Linked DNA regions of Mus musculus: all the other regions are linked to region 3. The links are chromatin contacts, called in public Hi-C and promoter capture Hi-C maps. All regions are on one chromosome and are shown on one strand. Each heading gives the region's core, a stretch centred on a gene start, on an enhancer-like site or on the middle of the called end of the contact. The rest is flanking DNA. Distances are from core to core; before and after follow the strand shown. Region 1 holds the start of Cped1 (cadherin-like and PC-esterase domain containing 1). Region 2 overlaps Cped1 (cadherin-like and PC-esterase domain containing 1). Region 3 holds the start of Tspan12 (tetraspanin 12). Region 4 overlaps Cped1 (cadherin-like and PC-esterase domain containing 1).

Region 1 (3,235 bases), core at 537-3,036, 130 kb before region 3:
GCGTGACATAATTTTACTGCCTCCGCCTCCTGAGTGCTTAGAGTCTAGGTATGGACCCAATACTGGACCAGTGTTCTCCTAATTCTATGAACAATTAAACCCCATGTCAAGTATTTTTAAGAAGCATATGATACTATATTCTTTTAAATTCTTCCGAAATAATTAGTTTGGAAACATAGTCACCAACTCAGAATCAACTTAGCAGGTCTTGACATGGAACTCTGGAGGAATCCTTGAATTTGGGAGTCTTATCATTCATTCTCTTGGATTTAAGAAAGAGATACGGACTTTTTTCTTTCTTTCTTTCTTTCTTTCTTTCTTTCTTTCTTTCTTTCAGATTTTAAAACTGACTTTTGTTTCTGATGTGTAAATCCTCAGCTCTCGTAGACTTCTAACATCTTAAAAGCGATTTTCCCTCACTGCAATGAAGGTAGCCTCTAAAGGATAAAGGGCAGAACTCTTTAAGTAGGTTTAGGAAGTTTGGCAGCTTATGTAATACCTCTCCCAGTCACCGGGTCACTCCGCACTGTTTTCACTCTGGCTCCCATTCGGACCACATGGAAGTTAATTTTAGTTTTGCAGAAAGGAGAGAGAGGCCGACCACAGACGCCCAGGATAAACTCAACTCAGACTTACCTTCCTGGTTTCCTGGGTACTCGCAGAGAGAAGGAAGCATTGTTTGTCCTGCCGGTATCCTTCTTCACATCTGCTAGCCTGAGTTTGAGAGGGTGTGTGTGGGACAGTGCCAGAGACGTCCGCTGCAATCTTCTTAGTCCCTCGGAGTGTCAGGGTCTGGTAAAAGAGACAGATCGCCACCACCAAACCCACCAGGAAAGGTCGGGGGCAAAATCGCCGGCGACAAAGGAACCCGGGTCGACAGACCATGACCAGTCCAGGATCACTTGGCCCCTGGCCACGTTGTCAGTGTGAAAAAAACACACATCTGTCTTCTTTTTACACAATTCCAATCAAGTTCGCCCCATCTCCGCTTGAAAACTTTCCGAAGGTTCATGCCAAAGATTCATAGGACCCAGCGGTCAGAGGTGGTTAATAGCCCTTAAATGAAGGACAGTAAGAAGTGACTGGCCAGATTTTTTTTTAAGATGTCAAAATAAAGATAGTTATAAGAAATCATCCGAATGCATCCCCAGCTACCAAGAGTTCCTTCCGGTAATGCCTTACTTCCACAACATTCTTAAAGTCAGGAGTTCAGCTTGTCTCCTCTTTTGGGGCAAAAAGAAAGCACCGTAAAGCGGGTCTGGAGGCAGAAACCAGCCGAAGACGCAGTCGATTTAACGCGAAGTGCCTGTTGCACAGCTGGGCGCCGGCCAGGTTGTCCTAGCAGTTTCTCATTTTCCCTCCGGTTTTAAAGCCATCCCGCTCCCAGCCTTTTATGTTGTAGAACTGCTGCTTCCTTTCGTTCAGTTTTAAATTGCCACTTTGCTGCTAGCATTCACGGCTTTTAACATAAAAAAGGGGGATAGCAGTTTGGCTGTATGTGGTTACTGTCAGGGCTTTGCTTGCGTTTGGTCTCATTCCGTTTCAAGTTCAAAGTTCTGTGTACTTACTCAGTTTTCATCCTTTTAGCCAGATTTTTTTTTTTTCATGATCCCCTAATGGATTGCTGATCAAAATCACTTGGAAGGAAACACCCAGGCGTAGGACTCCGCTTCATCTCACTCTCACGCACGGACAGACACGCGCAGACTCGCGGAGACACGCGCGTGCCAGCTGCACACAGGGCCGAGAGCCGGAGGACCTGGGCCATCGCTGCCACCCAGGCCGAGCGGGGCGGAGCTAAACTAAGGCTTTTTCTGGCCTTGGGGGCTGTCCGAGCCGCGTTATAAGTTTCTGCCCCAGCAAAGGGTAGGCTACTAATGTGCATGGGAACAGCAGTTGGCACCCATATCCCAACTTGGAACGTGGCTACCTATCCAGACCCGCAGAATTAGAAATATACTTGATCTCTGATCCTCTGTGTCACTGCGTTTTCCTAATACAGAATAACAAATGGCTTCTAGTCAATAGATGCTAAAGGTCGAGGAAGAGATGAAGGCCGACTCTGAGCTAACCGGGAGGCTTATCACTCCAGGGAATTGTGGTCTCGCCTAAGAGGACAAGAGAGTCATCCGGACAGTCTGGACCACTGAAGAGGAAACATTCCGTGTAACTAAAAGTCCCCTCTCCATTCCAACAGAGTCCTTCCGCCGTTATTACCGCTCTGTGGTTCTCCGAGGCAAATAGTCTGATGCCTAGCTCTTCAAATGAACTGACTGTAGTAGGTATTGAAGTTCTAACTTTTGCCCAGGAGAAAGGAGTACCCAGCAGGCTTTTTAATTCCATACCAACCCTCTCACGGGCATCACTTTTGGCTCAGCAGGATGAGGGACCACCGAAGAGAACCTCCAGGTTCTTGCTTTGGCAGCTCTAGGAACGACTAGTTTAAGCTCACGGGGACATTCTTCAAATACCTAGATGGTTTCTATACTTTAGGTCTAACCAAACTTCTTATAGGCAGATGTTCTCCCTTGAGGCCACACCCCTAGAGTAAACCCATTCCAGACTCAGAGATTACACTCTAATATTTTGTGAGAAAGAGCGCCCCCTAGAGGTTCACAGCTACAAAAGATTCAGAAAATGGACATCTCTTGCTAGTAAGAAACTTGAGTCAGCTTGGGATAGATGAGCAGAGAGAGAGGAGGGGGAGGGAGAGGGAGAGACACAGACACAGAGAGAGACAGAGACAGACACAGAGAGAGACAGACACAGAGAGAGACAGAGACAGAGACACAGACAGAGAGACAGAGAAGGAAAAGGAGGAAGAAGAGAAGAGGGACAAAAAAGAAAAGAAAAAAAAACAAAAGAAAAAATAAAAAAGAAAAGAACAGAATAAAAAAACAAAAAAAGAAGAAGAGAAGAGAAAAGGAAAGTTTGCACCTTAAAAACAAATTAATTAGGTCAATATAGAATAAACAATAACTTACCTCAGTCTATTTACATATAGTCTATAAAATGTTTTACTACTATTTAATATATAAATTCAGTCTTCAATACCATGACAAATAAGGGAATGGGAGAAAATTAACCTGGTTTTCACATATAGACATTGAAAGAGCATCACTGCTGCATGCCACAGGTTTTGTGTGGATGTAATATATTTTGAAGGCCAATAGGAATTACTAGACCTCTAAACTGGAATGGTTTCTATGTTAATAAGACCCAGAGTATGGTAAAG
Region 2 (3,201 bases), core at 298-2,797, 190 kb before region 3:
ATAGAATACTGAATTGGAATTTAGGGTCCAAATCTGCAATGACTATATATAGGATAGTTTCAATGAGAATGGCTCCCACAGGGTCCTACATTTAAATACATAGTTCCCAGTTGGTGTAACTGTTTGGGAAGGAATAAGGGGTGTGGCCTTGTGATGAAGGTGTTTGACTGTGAGCGACTTTGCGGCATCACAAGACTTGTGCCATTCCCAGTGTGCTCTCTCTGTCTCCCCGGTGTGCTTAAGATGTGAGCTCTCAGTTGCTCCTGCCACCATGCTTTTGCTCTTGCATCATAGACTCTAACCTTCTGGAACAGTGAGCCCAGGTAAAATGCTTTCTCTCATAAGTTCTCTTGGGCATGGTGTTCTATCACAGCAACAGAAAAGTACCTGAGATAAGTAGCAATGAATAAGGAGAGAAACATCTAAAAATTCTTCTAAGATTTCTTTTATTATCATTACTATCATTATTATTTGTGTTCGTGTATGTGTAGTGTACACACACACACATACACACACACACACATACACACACACACATGCATGTACGTATGCATGCCTCAAAGGCCAGAAGAAGGAATGGGCATGGGATTCTGGGGAGCAAAAGTTACAGTTCTTTCTACACTGCCCAACATGGGTTCTGGGGACCAAACTCTACTTCTCTACCAGAGTAGCAAGCATCTTAACTGCCGAGCCACCTCTCCAGCCCCAACAGGTAAGAATTTCTGAGTGCTCATAATGCTCCTTAATGTGCTCCAAATATTGATTTCAATTATTATTTTTTTTTACTTTAGAGATGGAATCTACTGGATATGGATGTTCTGAGAAGCACGGAAGCACTAGGTAATTTGCCCAACAGCTTCCATGTAGTTACTGGACTTGAGTGCTAGATTCTTAGGTCTAACAGCCATGATCTTGTCACCATTGGCCTCTTAAATCATGAGGAAGCGACAGAGAAATGTAACTTTTGATGCCACATTCCCCTTCATTTACTTGTGACAGCTGCGGACTAGAAACATACTTTAGAAGTATGTTGCACATACTTTAGGAGTAGAGACAGACAGACAGACAGACAGACAGACAGACAGACAGATAGACAGATGGACAGACATGCATGTAGGCAGGCACACACACACACACACACACCGTATATATAGCTTTGGTCTTTTTTAGTTAGTTCTTAGGAAGTCTCTTCTGCTCTGGGAACTTGGAGGAAAGAATGACTATAGTGGGTATACTCAGAAACCCCTCAACCCTCACCCAGCACTAGACCCAGTATTGGCAATGCTTCTGGCATTGAACTCCGTTCAGTCTTCCCATGTGAAATGAACTAATCTCCAATCACACGGGCACTCAGAAGCTACAAACACTAACCTGGCTTCCACCTAGTTTCAAAGTTAAACTTCCAAAAGGTTCCTTGGATTGCTTTTTAGGTGACTGATATTGTTTCTTTCCCTATCACAAGGAAACCAGAGCCTTATGAGTGACACCAGCCAAGAGAGGTCATAGGGTAAAGTTCTAGAACCAAACCGAACCAAACCAAAACAGGATGTGCACGTCCCACTCTCCGGCCCAAAATTACAAAAACACACACACTCCGCAGCCAGCTCCTCCCAGCCAGCACATGGCTGAACAAAACGATCTGGAGCACGCCACCACAGGGTTTGCTGGGAGGGATGTGTCACATACAATTTGAGAAGTTACGAAGACCCACACTTATTAATTCACACTTAAATAGACACTGTGTATGCTTTAATTCCTTCAACACAATTTTTTTTTTCTTTTGAAATCAAGCATCTACCATAAGGAGGGAGGCTGTCTTCAGAACATTTCCATCTTCCTCGGGCAGGTTGCCATAAAAAGCAAACAATTGTTTCCCGGTTCACAAATAACTTCCCTTGCTGATAAAGTATGCTGGATCAGTAATATAATCCAGAGTACAGAGCACTGTGAGATAGTGCTGTTCACACTAGTACCATTTGCACAGAAATTCTTTATTCTCAAGGAAAGAGAACTCCATACACTGGAAACAATTCCCCCACCCCAACCTGAAAAACCCCAGCCAAACAAACAATATTACATCTATTCCTGCTCTATTGTCATCATAACATTTACTACCTCCTGCTATGTATATAGTTGTTTATTATCTGCTTTTCCCAATTTGTTTTTATTTGTTGGTTGGTTGACCTTAGTTTGGTTTGTACTAATTTGGTTTTTTGAGGCAAGACTATGTGACCTTGGTGGGTTTTGAACTCCGATCTTTAGCCTCAGCCTCCTAAGTTCTGGGTTTACAGGCACACATCATTCCCCCCATACTTTTTGCCTCTGATTTGAATTTGAGCTCAGGAGAGCAGAGACTACAGCTATTTATTCAGTTTTATAATCTCCATGCTTATCAACTGGCTGAAATATAAAGAGAATATGTGACATATTTGTTAAACGTATATAAATGAGTGAGTTAGTGAATGTGAGCAACAGAAAAAAAAATTACAACTCAGTCAAAAGCTAAGGTACTCCCTGGGTTCAATCTCAAGCATGGCAAAAATAAAATAAAATAAAATAAAATAAAATAAAATAAAATAAAATAAAATAAAATAAAAGGCAAGGGAAAGAGAGGCCCAGGGAGAGAGAGGTGGCTGAGTAAGTAGAGGGCTAGCTATGTAAGCACTAAGTTTGGAGCCCCAACGTCTACATTTAAGCCAGGCAAAGTAGCACAACCTATAATCACAAGGGCTAAAGAAGGATAAACCAGCAGACCCCTGGGGCTTATTAGACAGCCAATTTGGTGAGTTCTAGGGTCAGTAAGAGACCCTATCTCACAGCCCAGAGGAAGACACATAGTATTAAACTCTCACCTGCAAATGTTTACATGTATACACCCTACATATACAGTAGAAAAGTAGGAAGGAAAGGCAGGCAGGCAGGGAAGGAAGGGAGGAGACAGGGAAGGAAGAAGGGAGAGATGGAGGGAGGGAGGAAAGGAGGACAGGAGGATATGAATGAAAAAGCCAAGCTTTTGAAATGCTGTTATAAAAAACAGAAAAATTCTTAGAAAAACACTAGTCTTTTGAAAAAGATATAATAAATATTTAGGTACATAGCTACTATGGATTAAATAAGAGGAACAAAACAAAGGAAAAACAGAGTTAAACCAACTTCCAAATGTCTTACATACAGGAAATTCTTCTGTGAACATTTAGAAGA
Region 3 (3,293 bases), core at 701-3,200:
TGTAGTCAAGAGCTTCCTAACAGGAGACCTCGCTGAAGTTATAAAGGCAGAATAGGGGCAGAGAAGTGTCAAGAGGTATAGTCAAGTAGAGGCCATGACAGCTGCCCCGTGTTGCAATATTTTAAATGTAATGAGGTCTCTCCTACTGAAGTTGATTAAGCTTCTGAAGACAATTTGTTGGGAGTATTAGTGAAATAACTACAGTTGTTTTCTTCTTGCTTAGAAAGAGGGGGATATTCTCAGTTTTTCAACTGGCAGGTGAGGAATTTAATCCCACTACACCCCAAAGAGGCTCTTCTGCTCATTTGAGGCTTCCAGGAAAGCCTAGTAGATTTTTAAACTTTACTGCGCACTCAGTAAATGGAAATGTTTGGAAATGGTGAAATAAATTGCATGCTAGCTAAGGCCACACTTTTGGAGACTCTGACTTCAGTGTTCTGGGGTTCACCAGAGCTTCAGGGTGTTTCTGGATTCCAGATGGTCGCCTGACTCCAATTGCACTAAGAGTTGGCCACGTGAGGCTACTAATCTGTCCCTCATTTCTTATTTACTATGAAGATGGAGGACAAACATACTTTTAAAGACCTTTCATCTGTATTACTAGTTTATCATGTAGGTGTGTATCAGGTAGGTGAACCCGAGGAATTTATGGATTATGCAGAAAGCATTTACCAATCAATCTTCTAGCAATGGAAGATAGTTTTTATTTTTATTATGGGCATTCATTTCTTCCTTTTAATGTCAAAGCCTCCCTTGTATGAAGAAAATTTTAGGTCTCTCAGGAACTGTGTGGCAGCACACAGTTTGGATGGTGGTTTGTTTCAGTCGCAGGCAGCTGACCTTGCGCTTGCCTGTGAACACAAGGGATGAAAGCGGCTCTCTTAGCTCCTCCCACAATTTCTGAAGCCACTCTGTTGCTGGAGTGGGGGCCATCTGATGGATGACTGACGATTTCCTTGGCAATTTGTGTGGATGGCTGTCCTTGTTTGCTTTTTAGAACTTGTCTTAGTGATTTGCTTAGGAGGAATGTTAATACCCTAGGCCTGGGCATCCATATTGACTCTCATGGTCTTGACCTCGGTACCAACCAATTTAGAGCACGTCTCCTTGTCACTTTGGCCACACAGCAGACAGGTGATGATGGATACAGACCACAGCTGCATGTTGCCCCGAAGACTCCGATTATTAGTTTTTCTCAAAGATGTTGCTTGGATCTAAGGTAACACAATTTTTGGTGAGTTTTTTGTTTGTTTGTTTGTTTTTGTTTTTGTTTTTTGTTTTTTTTTTTTGTTTTGTTTTTCCTATTTGACGAGGAAACAAATGGTCACAGCAACATATACTACTGTGAGGGATAAAACCTAATCTTTTATGGGAGCAACATGAGCCAGCAATTTTAATTTTTAAGTGTGAAAATGTCTTACTTCTGAAATAGAAGATAGGTTTGGAGCTATGCTTTGTGATTCTTGTGATGTGGTTCCTGTGATACCCTACTGAATCTCTAGTTAAAAAAAAAAAAAAATCAAGGCGGCTTCCAAAGATTCACTACCCTATGTGCCTTTCCAGATTAAATCACCAACATTGCCAAGACACCACAGTATCAGGAGAAAGTTTAAAAACTTTGGAAACTTGTGAAAGAATTGCCTGATCTTTTCCCTATCTGGATGCTAAATCTGTATAGAGATACATTGATGGTTTTTGCAAATGTTAGTAGATCAGAGTGGGAAAGAAATGTTATTTTATATATTTATTTACCTACTTTTGATCGGGGAGTGCAACAAATCAATAAGGTTCACAGGGCAGGACATTAATGACAAGTCACCGGAGGCGGCTCCACAAAGGTCCTGAAAACTCGTCTCTCATTGCAGGAATTGGGTTGGGCCACCGGTGGCCCCCCTTCTCAAACACAAATATTTTCATATAATAAAAAGCCTGCTTCCTTATAACCCACCCTCCATTCCCACGACGGTACCATTTTAAAGGGGTGTGCTGCAAGGACTCCTCCTAGTTTTGCAGGTTTTTAATCTCTCCGGCATTCTATCTCGCAGAGGTGAAGAATCTCTCTGGGGTGTCACTCTGGGTAAGAGGGACAAGAAACACCCACTAGGACCCAACCCGGCAGCCAGCGGCCGAGCATGCGCTGAGAGTTTGTGCAGCTGGCCCTGGCTGCCGCTGCTGCCTTGTCCGGACTTGGCGAGGACTTGGGAGGGACAGCGGCGTTGGGAGGTGGCTTAGCAGAGACTTTCCAGCGTCTGCTGCCCGGGACTTTTTTTTTTTTTTTTTTTTTTTTTTTTTTTTTTCTTTTTTCTTTTTCCCAGGAGTTAGCGACGCCGACGGTTGGAGAGAGGAAGACAAGGAAGCGTCTGCTGCTGGCGCCGATGCATCCCTTTGGCTCTCCGGGAGGAGCGTCCCTGCCCGGATGAGTGTCTGCTGTGTGTCCCCGACTGTTCCCCGGCAGGAGCGCAGCTCGAACGGTGAGTGGCCACAAGTCCCACATCTCTCCTGCCCGCGGTCCCTGCCGCCTGCCGGAGTGGCTTCTGCCCTGCGCGGTGCGTCCTGCCGGGGGCGTGCGGCCGCCGGTGACTTTGCCTGACCGCGCAGGCTTTGTGCTCTGCGGGCGGCGGGGACCTCAGTGTCGCGGCGGCACGCGGGACCCCGAGGTTGCGCGTCCGGGGGGGCGGGGGTGGTAGTGAATGATGACCGGTCCGGCTTGGGTACTGCCGCACCGGCCCTGACTCCCCAATTTCTCCTCCCCGCCATCCCGCCCCAGGCTCATCCATTATTCCCGGAGGACAAACTGCATTTCTCACGTTCTTCCAAAGAAACCCTAGTCACCGGGCGGGATCCCAGCTCTGTGCTGCGCCCCCAGTGGCTCCCGAGTTCACACCCGAGCTGTGCGACCCGGTGGTGGGGTGGGAGCAGGGAGGTAGGGCCCAGGAGCTGCCCAGAGAAGGGCATTCCTGTGCTCCGAGAGGTCGATGTGTGTGTGTGTCCGTCCTTGGGAATAGGGATAGCACTGGAGCCTGTGGCATCTCCAGAGTCACAAAGCTGTCCCCCAGGAGACAGCAAAGAAAGTCTCAAGGGCCATGCCACTGGTCCCCTGGGAAAACTAGTTTACTGTACATTCATCCAGAGAGTTAACCTTTTCTCTTGGCAGCAGGTGTTATCCGATGCCATGTGAGGACTTTTGGGAGTTTTATTCCCTTTAAGACTCTAACAAATGAGTTTCGATGAGAGGACGTCTGAAATAAACTAGGCTTGGGGATCCTGGGGACCCAGCTGAGGGCTGGCAGAGG
Region 4 (2,931 bases), core at 361-2,860, 170 kb before region 3:
ATTTTATTTAGACTTCTACTATTTTTTTTATAAACTTCTATGTTTTATATAAAATATCTACCCTCTTTTAGGCCCTGATGCACTAACTTACTGATTTATTAAATAGCACCCGAGTGGCGGGAGAGAGAGTATCTTTTCCTTAGAGAATTATATGTTCCCCAGAATGCAAGGGCATATGGTCTATTTTTCAAAAGCAAGGGATTGGAAAGGCCATGAAAGTATGTTTTCAATCTGTGACATTTTATAGACCTAGCTCTAAAAGGATGATTTTCCTTGTACTGTTCTCAAAGCCAGTGTAAAGATTAAATGATGACTGTGAACACCTACACTGTTAAATTATAATCAATACAGCGGCACGGCAGCAAGCAGGGGTTTGTGTATTTTTTCTTTCTAAAATCTAATCCTGAGAACTGTAGCTCCTTGAGCCCACCGTCTATCCCTTAGATCAGCATCCCCAGCCTGTCTGCATGTAAGAATCACATGTGTGTTCTTAGCATACACAATTCAAGCCTCATCCTAGAAGTGTGAACGAGATAAAATGTAGGCGGGGCTGTATTTGCTTCTTCTCAAACAGGGATGGAGAAAGTGACTAAGCTCATTCACATGCTACTTAGAAGTACATATTACAAATACCATTAACAGAGATCCAGAGCTGAAATGACTCCTATAGTCCCAGCTTATATTATTTCCCAAGGGACTCATCAATTTCTTGTATGTCCCAAGAATGGAATTAACCGCTATGGAAGGAGAATCTAATCTATAATGTTCATATCCTAGTTTATGACCTGGTATGGCTAACTTCTTCCTTTACATGGTGTTTATTTAATAGAATTTAAAAATATATATAAAGAAAGAAATAAAATACAAAGCCCAGGGGCAAGAGAGGTGGCTCGGTGGTTAAGAATACTGGCTGCTATTGGTGAGGATTAGGGTTCTATTCCCAGCACACATATGAAGCTCACAACTGTGTGTAACTCTAGTTCCAGGGGATCTGACACATGTTCTAGCCTATCAGGGCAACAGTCACACAAGCAGTACACGGTCTTATATACAGGCAAAGCACCTGCGCACATAAAATACAACGAAAATGAAAACAAACAAACAACTCAAAGTTACGATGCCGGTACAGATTACATCTAAGAGTAAAATGTTGTCTGGCTGGCTGGCCTATGACCCTTTTATATATTTTTTCCTAACTTTTATTATTGTTTATCATCCTGTAAAGGCTTTTAAAAGTGGCACTAAGCTGGAAAAAGGTCAGCGTTTCCTTCAATGATGGCATAAAAAGAGAGGTCAGCAGAGTGGTCAGGGCGAAGTCAGGGCAGGAGAGAAGAGCAGGGAGAAGCAGCATGCCTTTTTTTTTTTTTTTTCAAAACAAGAAAATAGGCCTCGCACTTATGTCCCTTGGTCCACACACGCACTCTATGAACACATCAGCCTGCTGCTGTGCCCTCCACTGCCTGGGCATACTTAGGTTTTAACGTCCTATTTTCAGACTGCGGGTTAGTCCCAGGAAGGAAGTGCAAAAGCAGAGTAAAGGGCATGCAGGACGGGGCTGTGCTCCAGGTTCTTCAGCGTCCTCTCCTCGTCCCAGCAGCTCAGCCTCGGGGCCTGAGCTCACACACACACACACACACACAATCAGTACAACTTCCTGTTCTGCTCATGAGCAGGAGGTAAAATAATGAGGCAGAAAATGTGTCCCAGCCAAAGAAACTCAAGAATCACGTTCTGAAGACGCATTTCTGTGGAGTGTGTCATATGTGCAATTCAATTACAGCTTATAGGTTAAATTGGGATTCGAATAAAATAAGTTGTCATTTCCTTTTTAATCCCACACACCATATATGTCAGATTAGAATCACGGGGTCATTTTACTTCAGGTATTCTCTGCACGGTGTTCCAGAGTGGAAACAAAATTTAAAACCAGAATCAATTTTCATACTTCACATATTGCGCGAAATTGATCCTATTGCTGGTGGCAATGGGCAACAGAGGAAAGGAATGCAAAGATAAGCTGAGAAGATGCGTTTAAAGCTGGGGACTGTGGGAAGGGGAATTGAGTCAGCTCCCACGTGATGAATGCTGGTGACATTACACAGTTATCCCTGGTCATCAGGCCCCACAGCAACTCGGGCTGCCAGATTCTATTGCTTCGAGCTGCCTTTGCACTTTCATCCTACTTGGAAGCTGCAAAACAATCCTCCTTAGTTTGTGTCAAACTGACCCACAGACATCCACTGGAAGAGGTGGTGCAATCCATCTGTTTTGCAGCTGGAGAAATTTAAATTGAATTGAAGGTGAAATGCACAGATGATCCACATTGTATGCACACTAAGTCAGGGGCAGCATCAAAACATGGTGGAATATAGGGATTTTAGACCACAGTAGTGCACCATCAAGGGCACTTGGCATGACATCAGGAATGCTGGTCACAGCCTCGGGAGTGCTAGGCAGTTACCCCACTCGGTGTGGGATAAGAGAGATGCTAGTCATTTTGTACATTTTCTTTATCTAAGCATTTTTTATGAGGTTTTAATGATGTCACTTCCAAATGTTCCAGAACTTTAGCTTGTTCGGTTGTAATAGAACTAAGCCAGGCGAAACTCAAAAAAGGCCACCAACTGTGTTTTCAGCTCTTGTCAACATCCCAGGGCTTACATATTCCTTTGTGGTTTACGTATCTGTAAATATGGTTTATTATTTATGCCTTTTTTTCTTATTTTTAATCCCCTGGCTTGGATTTCTAAGCCACTCCTATAAGACAGAGACCAATAGGTTGCATTCTCCGAAGCGTGCCTTACAAATACTCTCAACATCTTAAAAGCGCCTTTCTTCTCATCAGACAGATCTCCATGGCTTCTAGATCCCAAGACCTTCACCAGCCAAGTGTGAAGGGTGAACAAGGTCAAGTAACAGCTTCCCAACTTC

Evidence for each region. Promoter capture Hi-C pulls out the DNA fragments that hold promoters and counts their contacts. A called contact is a pair of places that touch in the nucleus more often than the background predicts. Capture Hi-C pulls out chosen DNA fragments and counts their contacts.
Region 1: a promoter capture Hi-C map of adipose tissue shows a contact between it and region 3. The contact joins the promoter of Cped1 here to the promoter of Tspan12 in region 3. A contact is called at or near these places in 3 of 39 promoter capture datasets (the C10 cell line, frontonasal cranial neural crest and liver), 6 of 484 Hi-C or Micro-C datasets (the HL-1 cell line, embryonic fibroblasts, liver and 1 more), 3 of 115 datasets of contacts at active chromatin or transcription factors (craniofacial prominence, heart atrium and pancreatic cancer cells) and 2 of 9 other capture datasets (adipose tissue and liver).
Region 2: a Hi-C map of liver shows a contact between it and region 3, with 2.8 times the contacts expected there. The contact joins the enhancer-like site here to the promoter of Tspan12 in region 3. A contact is called at or near these places in 9 of 39 promoter capture datasets (the C10 cell line, cranial neural crest, embryonic stem cells and 5 more), 1 of 484 Hi-C or Micro-C datasets (liver), 1 of 115 datasets of contacts at active chromatin or transcription factors (forebrain) and 2 of 9 other capture datasets (adipose tissue and liver).
Region 4: a contact with region 3 is called in a promoter capture Hi-C map of cranial neural crest. The contact joins the enhancer-like site here to the promoter of Tspan12 in region 3. A contact is called at or near these places in 9 of 39 promoter capture datasets (the 3T3-L1 cell line, cranial neural crest, embryonic stem cells and 5 more), 1 of 484 Hi-C or Micro-C datasets (liver), 1 of 115 datasets of contacts at active chromatin or transcription factors (embryonic stem cells) and 2 of 9 other capture datasets (adipose tissue and liver).

Annotation. Positions count from the first base shown.
Region 1 is chr6:21,984,461-21,987,695 of GRCm38.p6, reverse strand. It overlaps Cped1 (cadherin-like and PC-esterase domain containing 1), which reads right to left and starts at 1,786. Exons shown (of 22, transcript NM_001081351.1): 1 at 637-1,786. The coding sequence starts at 885.
Region 2 is chr6:22,043,772-22,046,972 of GRCm38.p6, reverse strand. All of the region lies in intron 2 of Cped1 (cadherin-like and PC-esterase domain containing 1), which reads right to left. Among named protein-coding and RNA genes, the nearest start is that of Cped1, 59 kb to the right of the region's middle. Within about 2 kb of position 1,547, at least 10 of the 459 cell types and tissues checked have an H3K27ac peak or open chromatin away from gene starts, as enhancers often do. A contact at or near this core is called in adipose tissue and liver, where this site is marked.
Region 3 is chr6:21,851,190-21,854,482 of GRCm38.p6, reverse strand. Tspan12 (tetraspanin 12) reads left to right here and starts at 1,950. Exons shown (of 9, transcript NM_173007.4): 1 at 1,950-2,077; 2 at 2,316-2,471. It overlaps Gm30270 (a long non-coding RNA gene), which reads right to left and starts at 2,065. Exons shown (of 2, transcript XR_377371.2): 1 at 1,757-2,065; 2 at 700-1,214.
Region 4 is chr6:22,018,475-22,021,405 of GRCm38.p6, reverse strand. All of the region lies in intron 2 of Cped1 (cadherin-like and PC-esterase domain containing 1), which reads right to left. Among named protein-coding and RNA genes, the nearest start is that of Cped1, 34 kb to the right of the region's middle. Within about 2 kb of position 1,610, at least 46 of the 459 cell types and tissues checked have an H3K27ac peak or open chromatin away from gene starts, as enhancers often do. A contact at or near this core is called in adipose tissue, where this site is marked.